Regions from separate parts of the Zea mays genome. Here region 2 is linked to region 1. Evidence: chromatin contacts called from public Hi-C data. All regions are on one chromosome and are shown on one strand. The core of a region is the stretch at or near the end of the contact, and the rest is flanking DNA. Distances in the headings are between cores, read along the strand shown. Region 1 holds the start of LOC100193764. Region 2 holds the start of LOC111591188.

Evidence for each region. A called contact is a pair of places that touch in the nucleus more often than the background predicts.
Region 2: a contact with region 1 is called in a Hi-C map of leaf, with 4 times the contacts expected there. The contact joins the promoter of LOC111591188 here to the promoter of LOC100193764 in region 1. A contact is called at or near these places in 2 of 25 Hi-C or Micro-C datasets (endosperm and leaf).

Annotation. Positions count from the first base shown.
Region 1 is chr3:174,201,896-174,204,664 of Zm-B73-REFERENCE-NAM-5.0, forward strand. It overlaps LOC100193764, which reads left to right and starts at 1,362. Exons shown (of 10, transcript NM_001138850.1): 1 at 1,362-1,482; 2 at 2,278-2,342; 3 at 2,431-2,471; 4 at 2,569-2,623; 5 at 2,755-2,769. The coding sequence starts at 2,289.
Region 2 is chr3:174,363,578-174,366,628 of Zm-B73-REFERENCE-NAM-5.0, forward strand. It overlaps LOC111591188, which reads left to right and starts at 1,387. Exons shown (of 1, transcript XM_023302132.1): 1 at 1,387-2,400. The coding sequence starts at 1,792. The coding sequence ends at 2,184.

The sequences.
Region 1 (2,769 bases), core at 112-2,611:
GTATCTGGCTGGCAATTGTTCCCGTGAATCATTTTTTCATAAAAGGAACTTGTTCACGACGTGAAGACTTGGAAACTCGAATAATCTTTTTTTCCTAAAAAAAGAATTGGGTATGTAATTACTTATTTGCAATTATTTTATGTGTCTGGGAGATTATCCTGACAGTTCATCACCAGTAGATTAGAGATTGCTTTGGAAGAAAGTATATGATGCGATTTTTTCTATAAATTATAATCGATATTCATGTTAAGCAGGGGCGGATCTCCAACCGGGGCTGCCTGGGCTGCAGCCCCGGTCACGGCCCAGTAAAGCAAAGAGGTCCATCACTGCCGGCCTGCCGCGTCCACGCTACCCTCTAGCCGCTGAGCCGCCGAGACGCGGACGCCCTCTAACCTGCACTCCTCCAGGTCCAGCCGCTGCCCTTTACCAGCCTCCCTCTACCGGTCTACCCTCCATGCTCCGGCTCCAGCCGCCGCCCGCCAGCCGGTGAGGTGCCCACGCCCGGAGGACGGAGCACCGCCGCCGCCGTAGCCTATAGCACCGCTCGCCCGAAGGCTGGACCCGGACCGCCGGAGCGCCACTTGCCCTGTCGGAGCACCGCCGCAGCGCCGCTCGCCTCGTAGGAGCACCGCCGCGAGCCCGTAACCATACCGTTGTCCAGCCGCCGCTCCGCGCACCCTCCTTCGACCTTCGCCTTGGTTCCGACGCGCAAGCGGTGAACGATATGTGCAAGATTAGTTTTTATTTGGTTTAAAAATTTTTATAGCATTAGTTTATTAGCCCTCTCTTGGATCAATTCTGGATCCGCCACTGCTCTGAATCAACCAACATAAGATACCGCTCATCTCGGGCGGACTTAGGACCTGTTCGTTTATGCCGGATTTCACTAAGAATTGTTTCAACCTATCAAACCTTATATAAATTAGACAAACAATCCAGTTAGAAATCATTCTGAGTGCTCAATAACCGAACATGCCCTCAACCGACTCACAAGTCCGGCGCCAGCAGCCTCTCGCTATACGAGATAATTCCGATGCCCCGTGCAGCCTCACAAGTCCGGCGCCAGCAGCCTCTCCCTATACGAGATAATTCCGATCCCCCGTGCAGCCCATACCAGGTTCCAACCACGTACCTCACACCACGGTTTAGCACGTGTCTTACTCAGCCGTGCTTACCGTCTCCCCTGCACGCCGCGCCGCATCCGATCCTCGCTCTGTATCCCCCATATTGCTGGGCGAACACGTTCCTTGAGGGGCCTTTCACTGAACGATGGGGCCCATACCGCCCGGTCCATTATAGAGTTGTTCTACTTCTATTCTACTGGAGTGCATTACCACCTGTCTTTTTCCTTCCTCTTCAACGTCTCGAACAAGCAGGAGGAGGTAGACCGAACAACTCCAGGTCGCGGGAGCGGCCATTTCTCTGGGGCGGGACCGCGGGAGAGCTCTAGCTCTTGCAGCAGTAGAACTCTACTGCAGCCAGGTACGCGTGTTTCGGAGCCGAGGGCGCGGGGGTTAGCAAAGATTGCTCGGCTGCGAGTTCTCTGCCTGCATCTTTCTTGGTTTCTACGCTGTCAAGCCCCGAAACCAAATCGGATTTCTTGGTCGCAGACACTGCAAAGGGCGAGAGGTTTGCTTTCGCGCCCTGGGACTTTCAAGAAGCACTCGTTCTAGGGTGGTGCCTCGCGTGCTTTTCGTGCGACTCGTGGTCTGATTCCTTAGTAGTTCCAGTGCTGCGGGTCAACTTTTGGACAGCAATGATTTTGGGGAAGGAGGTTGTAGATGAATGAAGCGCATAGAATATACCCTTGGAAACCTACACACGCCGTACAGCAGTGTGACTATAAAAAAGACTCGCCATGATACACAAACGCTGAAAGAATTTCTGATGGCAGAACTGAGAGGTACGGAGGGGCTTAGCTTACATTTCCTCAGACTGACAGGGAAGCACATGCTTTGGAATGGGTGGGTGAGGGGTTGGGTGGTGTGGGGAAAGGGGGGTGCTAGCCGCTTATCTCTAAACAATGTCTAATTCGCTAGACGAACCTATTAACCCTAATTAATTCATGGGTAGCGCGTGTTTACTGTAGCAAAACATGGGCTAATCTTAGATTAATTGCGCTTAATTGATTCGTCTCGTGAATTAACCACGGCTTATGCAATTAGTTTTTAATTTGCTCATGTTTAGTTGTGCTAGGTGGCATCCAAAATACCGGCTAAACTTTAGTACGGGATCCAAACACCCCCCCTTAACTGGGCTCTTAGCTATTTATGACAGAGTTAAGAGAAATGGATAAGGATGGCAGCTCCGAGAGAAGTCGCCCAGATCATGGTGATGTGAAGGTGGCTCACCAATCTTCTTCTTTCTATGAGCTCAGCAAATTGTCAAGAAGAATGCTGCGCACTAACGTCTTTCTCTTAATCCCCTCAGATGCTCAAGTTCAGACCAAAGGTGCCTCGACAGAAGCAAAAGTAATCTATTTGTCTTTGGTTGATAGTAGTGAATCTCATGGCTTTTTCGCCAACCATTTTGTAGTTACCATAAATGGAACGTATTTTGCTGTTTCAGGCCAAAGCAACAAGACCCTAAGCCAATTGATGAAGATGTGATGAAGATATTGAGGGTGGGTAACTGATTATCCAATTGTCATATCGTGGTTTCAGATACTACTATAGTTTTGGGGGGGGGGGGGGATGGGTGAGAAAAGGATCAGCATGTTCTTTCTATGGCAGAACTTATGTTTGTTCTTTTCAGACTCGCCAAGTGGCT
Region 2 (3,051 bases), core at 137-2,636, 160 kb after region 1:
GCCCCGCCCGCCCCCACGGTGGAGAATCTCCACGGGCGAGCCACAGGACGGTGGTCGTGGCCGGGCCCAACCGCGCGCACGTACCGTCCCGATCCCGCGGCCGAGAGACCTGCCGTCCGAGCCGCACCGGCCGTGTCGCCCGGACGTCTGTCTCAGCGTTGGCGCCCGCATTCATTTGCACCAGCAGGCATCGCCGGTGGTGTTACCGTTCATAGCCTCGTCAGCGCGCGGCACAGGGGCGGGGCGGGGCGGGGTGGGCCGGCCGGAGGGGAGGAGGAGCCGAAGCGCCCGGCACAAGACAGGGAAGGAAGGCAAGCAGAAGCAGCGCGGCCCTGTGATCGCACGGTATGTGTGGCGCCCACCGAGCCTGACAGGACCAGGCGTCACCTGTCGAGGATCCCACGCATCCCGAGGCGTATCTCACGGCCAATTAAAAACCCACCGCGACGGTCGATGCCGCGCAGCCTGAAAAGGCAACAGCTCCGGCTTCCGTCACCATTCAGCCATTCATGCCGCTTCCAGCTTTCCACCAACCGGAGCAACCGAGCCAGTGACGAGCGACGAGCTGAGGACGGAGCTCTAGCTGCACACATCCCGCTGTCAAGCATTATTTGAATGCGAGAATTTTTTTATCTATATTTATTTTTTTATTGTTGTAAAATTACATGTTTTTAATTTTTCTATAGGATGGACGTTAGACTGTGTGTCCATTAGTTCACTAATATGAACATTCAAAACCCTGTTTTTTGCACTGTAAACTACACTGTTTTCAGAGTAAAGTTTGAATATACGGTATGAGAATAGGCTGCTTAAGATAGCCTTAGGCCGGTTCGAGTTTTATAGCATATAGTTAGGGTTGCAGCTCAGCTTGACTCGGCTCGACTTGGTGTGGCTCGCCTACTCAACGAGATGTAGAAAGAGGCTCGGCTCAGCTTGCGAGCTGCACCTGAAAAACAATATTGCATTATATAGTGAATTAATAGTCTATAAACATAATACAATACTACAAGTAATTTAGATTATAATTGTCATATATACATCATTAAAGACGAAGAAACGAGTCAGATATCTATAAAACTATCTAATATTCATCGTTTTTGTGTAGATTGATTAATTTTGTGCAGCTCGACAGATAGAGCGGCTTGGTTCGTTGCCCCCAACGAGTTCGAAAATCTGGCTCGACTCGGCTTGCCTCGCTCGAGACTCGCGAGCCGCTCCTCTACAAACTGTGAGTCGGTTCGTCGAGATCCCTTCCCTCCTTAGAATCGTAGAGTTAGCACATGATATATGGTAGCATCCAGTAGAAACCGCATTAAAACTGACCTTATAAAATTCCATCTTATTTTTACTCCTGTACGAACAGGTTAATTGATTGTGCTCCTAAAACTGCGCCGCTGCGCGTACCATGTTGTACGGCAGGACACTTGGAACGACCGGTGGTCATGGCCTGATGGACACACGACCCGTAGCAGGGGTGGCCGTGCAGGGGGGAAGGGAAAGCTTTTCACCGTAGGGCCAAACCCTAGCCCTTTTACGCCAAAAGCTCGAGACGCTGCCACTGCACTGCACTGCACCTGGCCCTGCCCCGCAAATGTTACCGCAAGGAGCGAACTGAGGCGTCTTTTTTCCTTCTCTCTCGCGGTCTCTCGCCAGAGGAAAGGGATCCACAACACCCAGCTCCATCCATTCCACGCACGAGGACTCTCTTTCTAGAGTGAGTGACGAGCTCCTCCCCTCCTGGCCTCCCTTAAACCCTAGAGAGCTAGCTGTCATCTAGCTAGCCCGTGGGCAATGTCGTCAACGCTGACGCCCCCGGCGCCGCCGGCGCTCCTGGTGCCGGTGGCGTACGCCGCCGTAGGCGCGCCCGTGGAAGCGGCAGGGAGAGGGTCGTCGTCGTACGGCCCGGTGATCGCGATGCTGGCCGTCGTGGCCGTGCTGGCGGCCGCCGCGGTGGCCGTGGGGCGGCTCTGCTTCGGGCGCCGGGCGCACGGCGGCGCCCGCGACCTGGAGGCCTGGGTGGAGCGCACCTGCGGGCCCTGCGTCGGCGCCACCGTGCTCGCCCAGGCAACGGACGAGGGCGGAGGCGGCGCCGTCGCTGGCGCTGGCGCTGGGGCCGCGGCGGCGACGGAGCCCGGCGGCGCGCCCGAGGGGACGGACGACGGAGACGGAGCGAGGAGACAGTAGTACCAGTAGAGCGTGGCGTGCTGATTGACAACTGGCCTTGTAAATTGTCTCCTCCCCGGACCATGAAACGTGCATGCCCTGCGATCGTTGGTGTCGGGAAGTTTTGGAATAGCCTGTGTACGCCTCTGTTTGGAAGCGATGGATGCTGGTGGTGGTGGCGCTGTTTGAATTTGGCGTGCACAAGCACAACGGAGTGGATTTGATGTTTTGGTTTTACTACTCGCTCGCTAGTCATATACATTGCCTGCCTGCCTGCCTCATTGACATTGAAGAGTCGTCACATATTGTTGCTGGACGCGTTTTCCTTTTCCCTTTGCTCGCGTTCGTTCCCGCGCGTTTATTTGCCTCCAGCCACCATCAGTTCAGTTCCGGTTCCACTGTCGTCAGCCACTGCATGCCCACTGGGCACTGGCGTTGGCAGCGGTAGTAGTAGACTAGTACTGTAGTAGATGAGGTGTTGCGCTTCGCTGTGGTTCGTACGCGGTGGCACGAGCGCGCAGGGAAAGAGGGAGAAAGAGAGAGAGGGATGGAGGGCGCCCGCCCCGGCGCTTCTGTTTGGCATCTCGGGTTGAGTGGCCACTGGCCAGCCAGCCATCAGCCATGGCCCATGGGTGACAGCAGCCCAGCTGCTGGGCAGAGCGCCACATGAGACGAGGTCAGAGGGCACAGCGTTGACTGTCCTGGATGGCACGGAACGAGAATCAGAATCGGCGCAAAGACAAAGGAGTCTGCTTCGACGTCTCTAGCTTCCAGATGACTCGTTTTACGATTCCCATGCCATGGTCTGAGAACGAACTTGGGATTAGGACTTTTGGAAAGGGTGGGTGCTGCTGCTGCAGCTGAAAGGCGAACAGTTGAAGTGGTTTC